Regions from separate parts of the Mus musculus genome. Here region 1 is linked to region 2. The links are chromatin contacts, called in public promoter capture Hi-C maps. All regions are on one chromosome and are shown on one strand. The core of a region is the stretch at or near the end of the contact, and the rest is flanking DNA. Distances in the headings are between cores, read along the strand shown.

What was found. Promoter capture Hi-C pulls out the DNA fragments that hold promoters and counts their contacts.
Region 1: a promoter capture Hi-C map of pre-B cells shows a contact between it and region 2, with 6 times the contacts expected there. The contact joins two enhancer-like sites. A contact is called at or near these places in 2 of 39 promoter capture datasets (liver and pre-B cells) and 1 of 115 datasets of contacts at active chromatin or transcription factors (embryonic stem cells).

The regions. Positions count from the first base shown.
Region 1 is chr16:78,538,876-78,541,575 of GRCm38.p6, forward strand. D16Ertd472e (DNA segment, Chr 16, ERATO Doi 472, expressed) reads right to left here. Exons shown (of 5, transcript NM_001252439.1): 5 at 1,461-2,700. Among named protein-coding and RNA genes, the nearest start is that of 4930478L05Rik, 20 kb to the right of the region's middle. Within about 2 kb of position 1,391, at least 105 of the 459 cell types and tissues checked have an H3K27ac peak or open chromatin away from gene starts, as enhancers often do. A contact at or near this core is called in pre-B cells, where this site is marked.
Region 2 is chr16:76,364,452-76,367,151 of GRCm38.p6, forward strand. The region is part of intron 1 of Nrip1 (nuclear receptor interacting protein 1); the gene reads right to left. Among named protein-coding and RNA genes, the nearest start is that of Nrip1, 7.2 kb to the right of the region's middle. Within about 2 kb of position 1,435, at least 64 of the 459 cell types and tissues checked have an H3K27ac peak or open chromatin away from gene starts, as enhancers often do. A contact at or near this core is called in pre-B cells, where this site is marked.

The sequences.
Region 1 (2,700 bases), core at 141-2,640, 2.2 Mb after region 2:
CAGTCAGGGCTCTTAACCAGAGCCATCTCTCCAGCCCTCTAAAGTTTTATTCTTAGTAGCTCAACTTGGGGAAAAACAAAAGAAAACAAGCCCCCCCCCCCAAACAAAACAAAACAGTCAAATTCAAATTGTTGAAGCAGCTAACTGGATACAGAGTATTTTAGTTAGGGTTTTACTGCTGTGAACAGACACTATGACCAAGGCAAGTCTTTTTTTTTTAATTTTTTTATTAGATATTTTCTTTATTTACATTTCAAATGCTATCCCAAAAGTTCCCTATACCCTCCCCCTGTCCCGCTCTCCTACCCATCCACTCCCACTTCTTGACCCTGGTGTTCCCCTGTACTGGGGCATATAAAGATTGCAAGACCTAGGGGCCTCTCTTTCCGACTAGGCCATCATGTGCTACATATGCAGCTAGAGACACAAGCTCTGGGGGTACTGGTTAGTTCATATTGTTGTTCCACCTATAGGGTTGCAGACCCCTTCAGCTCCTTGGTTACTTTCTCTAGCTCCTCCATTGGGGGCCCTGTGATCCATCCAATAGCTGACACTGAGCATCCACTTCTGTGTTTACCAGTCACTGGCACATTCAGCAAAATCTTGCTGACGTATGCAATAGTGTCTGCGTTTGGTGGCTGATTATGGGATGGATCCCTGGGGTGGGGTAGTCTCTGGATGGTCCATCCTTTCCTCTTAGCTCCAAACTTTGTCTCTATAACTCCTTCCATGGGTATTTTGTTCCCTATTCTAAGGAGGAATGAAGCATCTACACTTTTGACCAAGGCAAGTCTTATAAAGGACAACATTTAATTGGGGCTGGCTTCCAAGTTCAGAAGTTCAATCCACCATCATCAAGGCAGGAACATGGCAGCATCCAGGCAGGAATGGTGCAGGCAGAGCTGAGAGTTCTACAACTTCATCTGAAGGCTGCTAGTGGAAGACTGGCTTCCAGGTAGCTAGGATCAGGGTCTTAAAGCCCACACCCAGAGACACACCTACTCCAACAAGGCCACACCGCCAAACAGTGCCACTCCCTGGGCCGAGCATATACAATCCATCACACAGCATAAGATTATATAAAAGTTTCAGGGTAGGCAAGCTATATGATTAAAAAGAAGAAAGAAGGAGGAAGAGGAAGGGAGAAGGAGAAAGAAGAGGGAGGAGAGGAAGGAAGGGAGGGAGGGAGGGAGGGAGGGAGGGAGGGAGGGAGGGAGGGAGGGAGGCAGAGAAGCAAGCAGGTAGGTCTGCTCTTTTTACACTGACTGGGGCTGGAAATATGGCTCAGCAGGTAAAGAGGCTTGCTGTGAAGTCTGAGAACCTGAGCTTGATCCTTGAGACCCGCGTGGTAGGAGGACAGAACTGATTCTAGAAGCTTCTGACCTCCACAAGACACATGCGGCCTGGTGTGCCTGCCGCCAGTAAACACAGAAATGTAAGAAAATCAACCGAGGCTCGGAGATAGCTACCAAAATATTTGTTTTATTCTTGTAAAGTTAAAAATAGTAGACAGACTTATCTAGTTACAGTTTCAAAGCAGAATACAAATATATAAATTGCATATAACCCGGACGAAGACAAAATAATCTTTTTGTTTCTTTTGGAGACCAACTTAGCTTTGATCACGGCAGTTTCATTTTCGCTTTCTAAATGGCAGCAACATTGCTGAAAAGAAGTTTTCAAAGCACACATTGAAGTTCAAGGACTGCTGCAGATGCAGCCAGGTTTCGCTGTCGCTGTCACTGTCTCTGTCTCACACACACACACACACACACACACACACACACACACACACATCACTACGAAGCACTTTTTAAAGCCACCTCCTCTGGAGGCAGTAGGGCAGGGGAAAAAAACAAGAAATCAAACCAATCCGATCTTCAAAGCTAAATCCACTACACTTGGTGCACAGTGGCTGGTGCAGCTTTAAATGAGTCTGTCTCCAGGACATCTTTGCTTCTCGTTGGTAACCTTGAAATTGGGGGGAAATTACTGAGAAATTTCAAACTAGTTTGAAATTAAACTACTTTGCTAATTGGAGTTTTCTTCAAACTAAAAATATCAGTGAAAACATTTACAAATTAAATGTCTAAAAATCTTAACTGTCTACACCCACGTGATCGGTTCCTATCAAGGTGGGCACGGCCTGGGGTTGCTCAGGTGAAGGCTGATGTCAGCCGGGGAACCGAAAGGAATTGGGGAAATGAAAGGCAAAGGTCACACACACACTCTTCCTAGACCAGCGTGACTTCCCCTTCCCCAAGGTGTCCGATTATTTCAGCAGATAAACTCTTCTGTACCCCACACCACAAAGCTTAACTTGGCAACAGTATTTTATTTAGGGCTCTGTCCTTTAGTGTTTTTTTTTTTAAACCAAATTTTCTCAGAAAAAAAAAAATTCTGTTCAAGGTAAAACCGGAATCAAACCCAAAACAAATCAAGTCTCTGCGTTAAGTCATAGCTTAACAGAGGGTATATTATAATTTTTATACGTATGAAGTCTTAAAAGATCCACACATCTTGCTGTAGCGTGAACAGTAGTAATATCTGTCAGTAAATGAGCTTGCAAAAAGTAAAACAAACAACTCCTTCAAACAATCAAAACAAAACGTGATGACAGGAACGCTATACTCCGCCATTAAATAACAGCTCATGTCCATGGAATTATTTTGCCTGGTCACACATCTGAACCCTTTAAAA
Region 2 (2,700 bases), core at 185-2,684:
TTCAATGAATTCAGTCAAGGCATGGGAGGGTTAGAAAAATAATACGTAATTGGAGACAGAAGATTTTCGTCCCCAGCTTGCTCATGTTTAAACTTCCTCTCTTTTCTTATTTAGCTATAATAAAAACAACTATTCTCTTAATAAAAGATAGAACCAAAAACCCGCTCTTGTAGCTTTTATGGGAATCCTTTATTTCCCAACATTTACTGAGCAATTCACCATCCAAAGCACACTATAAGATATTATGTATATTCGCTTTCTGTGTCACTCTACGTCTGCAATACAGTTCCAACTTGTGCTTTTCGGTGTTATGAGGAAGTACTCAGTTAGAGTGGTTTGGGGTTCAACATTCCATAAATTTTAAATAAGTGAAGTAAAAAAAGGGGGGACGGGAGGTTTATAACTCCATTCCTCATGGCCTCGACAATAAAAGCGTATGGCTGGTGTGTATTTAAAAATGTACTCTGTGCTTCAAACCCCCTAGTTCAAGACAGCTCCCTCCTCATCAAGCTCTGCTGCCCATAGGAAGCCAAGTCCTCCTTATCTCTCTCAATAAACTCACGAATGCCTTATCCATTTTCTGCTTGGAGCTCGGAGACTCCTTTTGTAACATGCCATATAGTCTTTAAGGAACCCATTGTGGGTGAAGAAAAGGTAGTAAAAACAAACCAAAAAAAAAAAAAAAAACACATTAAGCATGGCCAAGAGTCACGATTTTTCAACCGAGAAAGCTATGGCACATGGCTACTGCAGTGCTCTGAAGTAGACAAACACAGTCAGCCTTGGGAACACCAAGATTAAGACCATGACAGGCTATTTTAATGAATTATATCAGGAAACACAGCGGCGTTCGTTCGTCGCCTTGAAGCGCACTGCAGTAATTCTGTGGTACACTTCACGAGAGCTAGCACTGGCAGGAGAGTGCCCTTGGGGGCTAAGTTTGGGCGAAAGTGGCCAGTTGCCCTTGGAACTACATTTGCCTCCGGTTAAGGGTAGGCAGCTGAGGAAAAGCATGGAAGACAGGCCTTCCCAGAGAAACCAGGCTGGGAGCATCAGGCTGGGAGGCTTGTCCTCCCATCCTGGGTTCTGTGGTTATCAGGTAGGAGAGCAAGGCTTCCTCAGGGCTTCCTGAATGACAGCTGGCCGCTAGTTTCCTTTTCCAAAGATGGCTTATTCTCATGGAAATGAAATTAGCTGTGTGGCCTCAGGCAAGTGACTCTGGCAAACCCAGTGGGCTGGGTTTCTGTATCTATAAACTAGAGGAAATAATATCCATTCTCCATTCGTCTGGGGGGGGGGGGGGGGAGTTGAGGGGGACGCAATTGCAAGGATTAAAAGAGAAAAATGCATGTGAGCTGGCCAGAACACAAGCAGGTGCCACCTCAGGGTGTGTCCTCTTCCTTTCTCCCTCCTCGGCTCCTGCTCCTCCTGCTGGGCGGGCAGAGGGGGTAAAACAGTAAAAGACACGGACCAATGCTACTTCTGCGCATGTCAAGTCGCCCCCACTCTTCTAAAAGCACCAGTTTGAAATCATGAACAACAACGCGTCCTAACATACAACAGCGGAACCTCAGAATTTAAAATCACATCTGACCTCTCTCACTACTGGCGGTCGTTGCCGAGGGAGACAAAAGGACTTCCCTTTTACCAGAAAGGTAGACTGATTTAGGAGAAGGCTCTACACAAGAGAAAGAAATGTGGAGTGAGAAAGCGGAAGTACTATTTTTAATGTCCTTTCGCAAAAAAAAAAAAAAAAAATCAAACCCTACCCCTGTCCCTTGCGACCCTTTTCTGTGAACGATCTGGGGAAACAACGCAAGGGTCATTAATTCGTTTGGAGTTTTCCAATATCTCCCAATGTTTTTTTCCTTCTGCCCCTCCATTCTTATTTTGCTTCCTTTCCAGTGTATAAATCCTCTCTAATGATTAGATTACTAAAAACTCAAAATTCAGAAATCGAAAATGTAAAACTTTGTTTTCCCCAGTACATTTATCATTCACTGCCTAAACATGTCATCTCTTGGGCTGCAGGCGTGCTTCAGTGGTAGGAACACATACATGCCTACCATGCACAAGGCCCTGGGTCCCATCCTCACCACCACCATCACCACCATCACCACACACACACACACACACACACACACACACACACACACGCACACAGAGCCATCTCTCTCTATCCCTAGAGAAATTCCTCAAGAAGTCCCATTTTGTGCAGAACTTCCAAGTCTCAAATTTTGACCGCAACAGTATGTCAGGTTCTAACCCACGTCAAAAACCATATCGTAGTATTTATTCTCACTTAAAGCTTGTATCAAAGCTAAATTTCCCACCTCACTCTTGTAAGGCTAAATTAGCATCTGACATTTTTAATGAAGTGATATTTAGCATGGTCAGGTGATATTTAACATGTGTTATGTCTATGCAAATCCAACAGTTAAAAGGTCATAACCACAAGCAGCTTAACAACTATATGCAAGTAACTGCAGTGACTACCAGCTTTCCTCCTGGCTTTATGCTAAGGGTAACTGCCCCGCCATGTCCACCTTCCAGAAGCAGGGAAAAAATGGGAAGCAAAATACTCACAGCAAACTACCAACAATGCAAGCTGCCAACTCCTTAGCTCCGGGAGTTGCCCACAATCCTTTACAGCAGGTAGAAAGTGCAGGCTACAAAAGGGGTGGCCTTGCTTATCAGTAC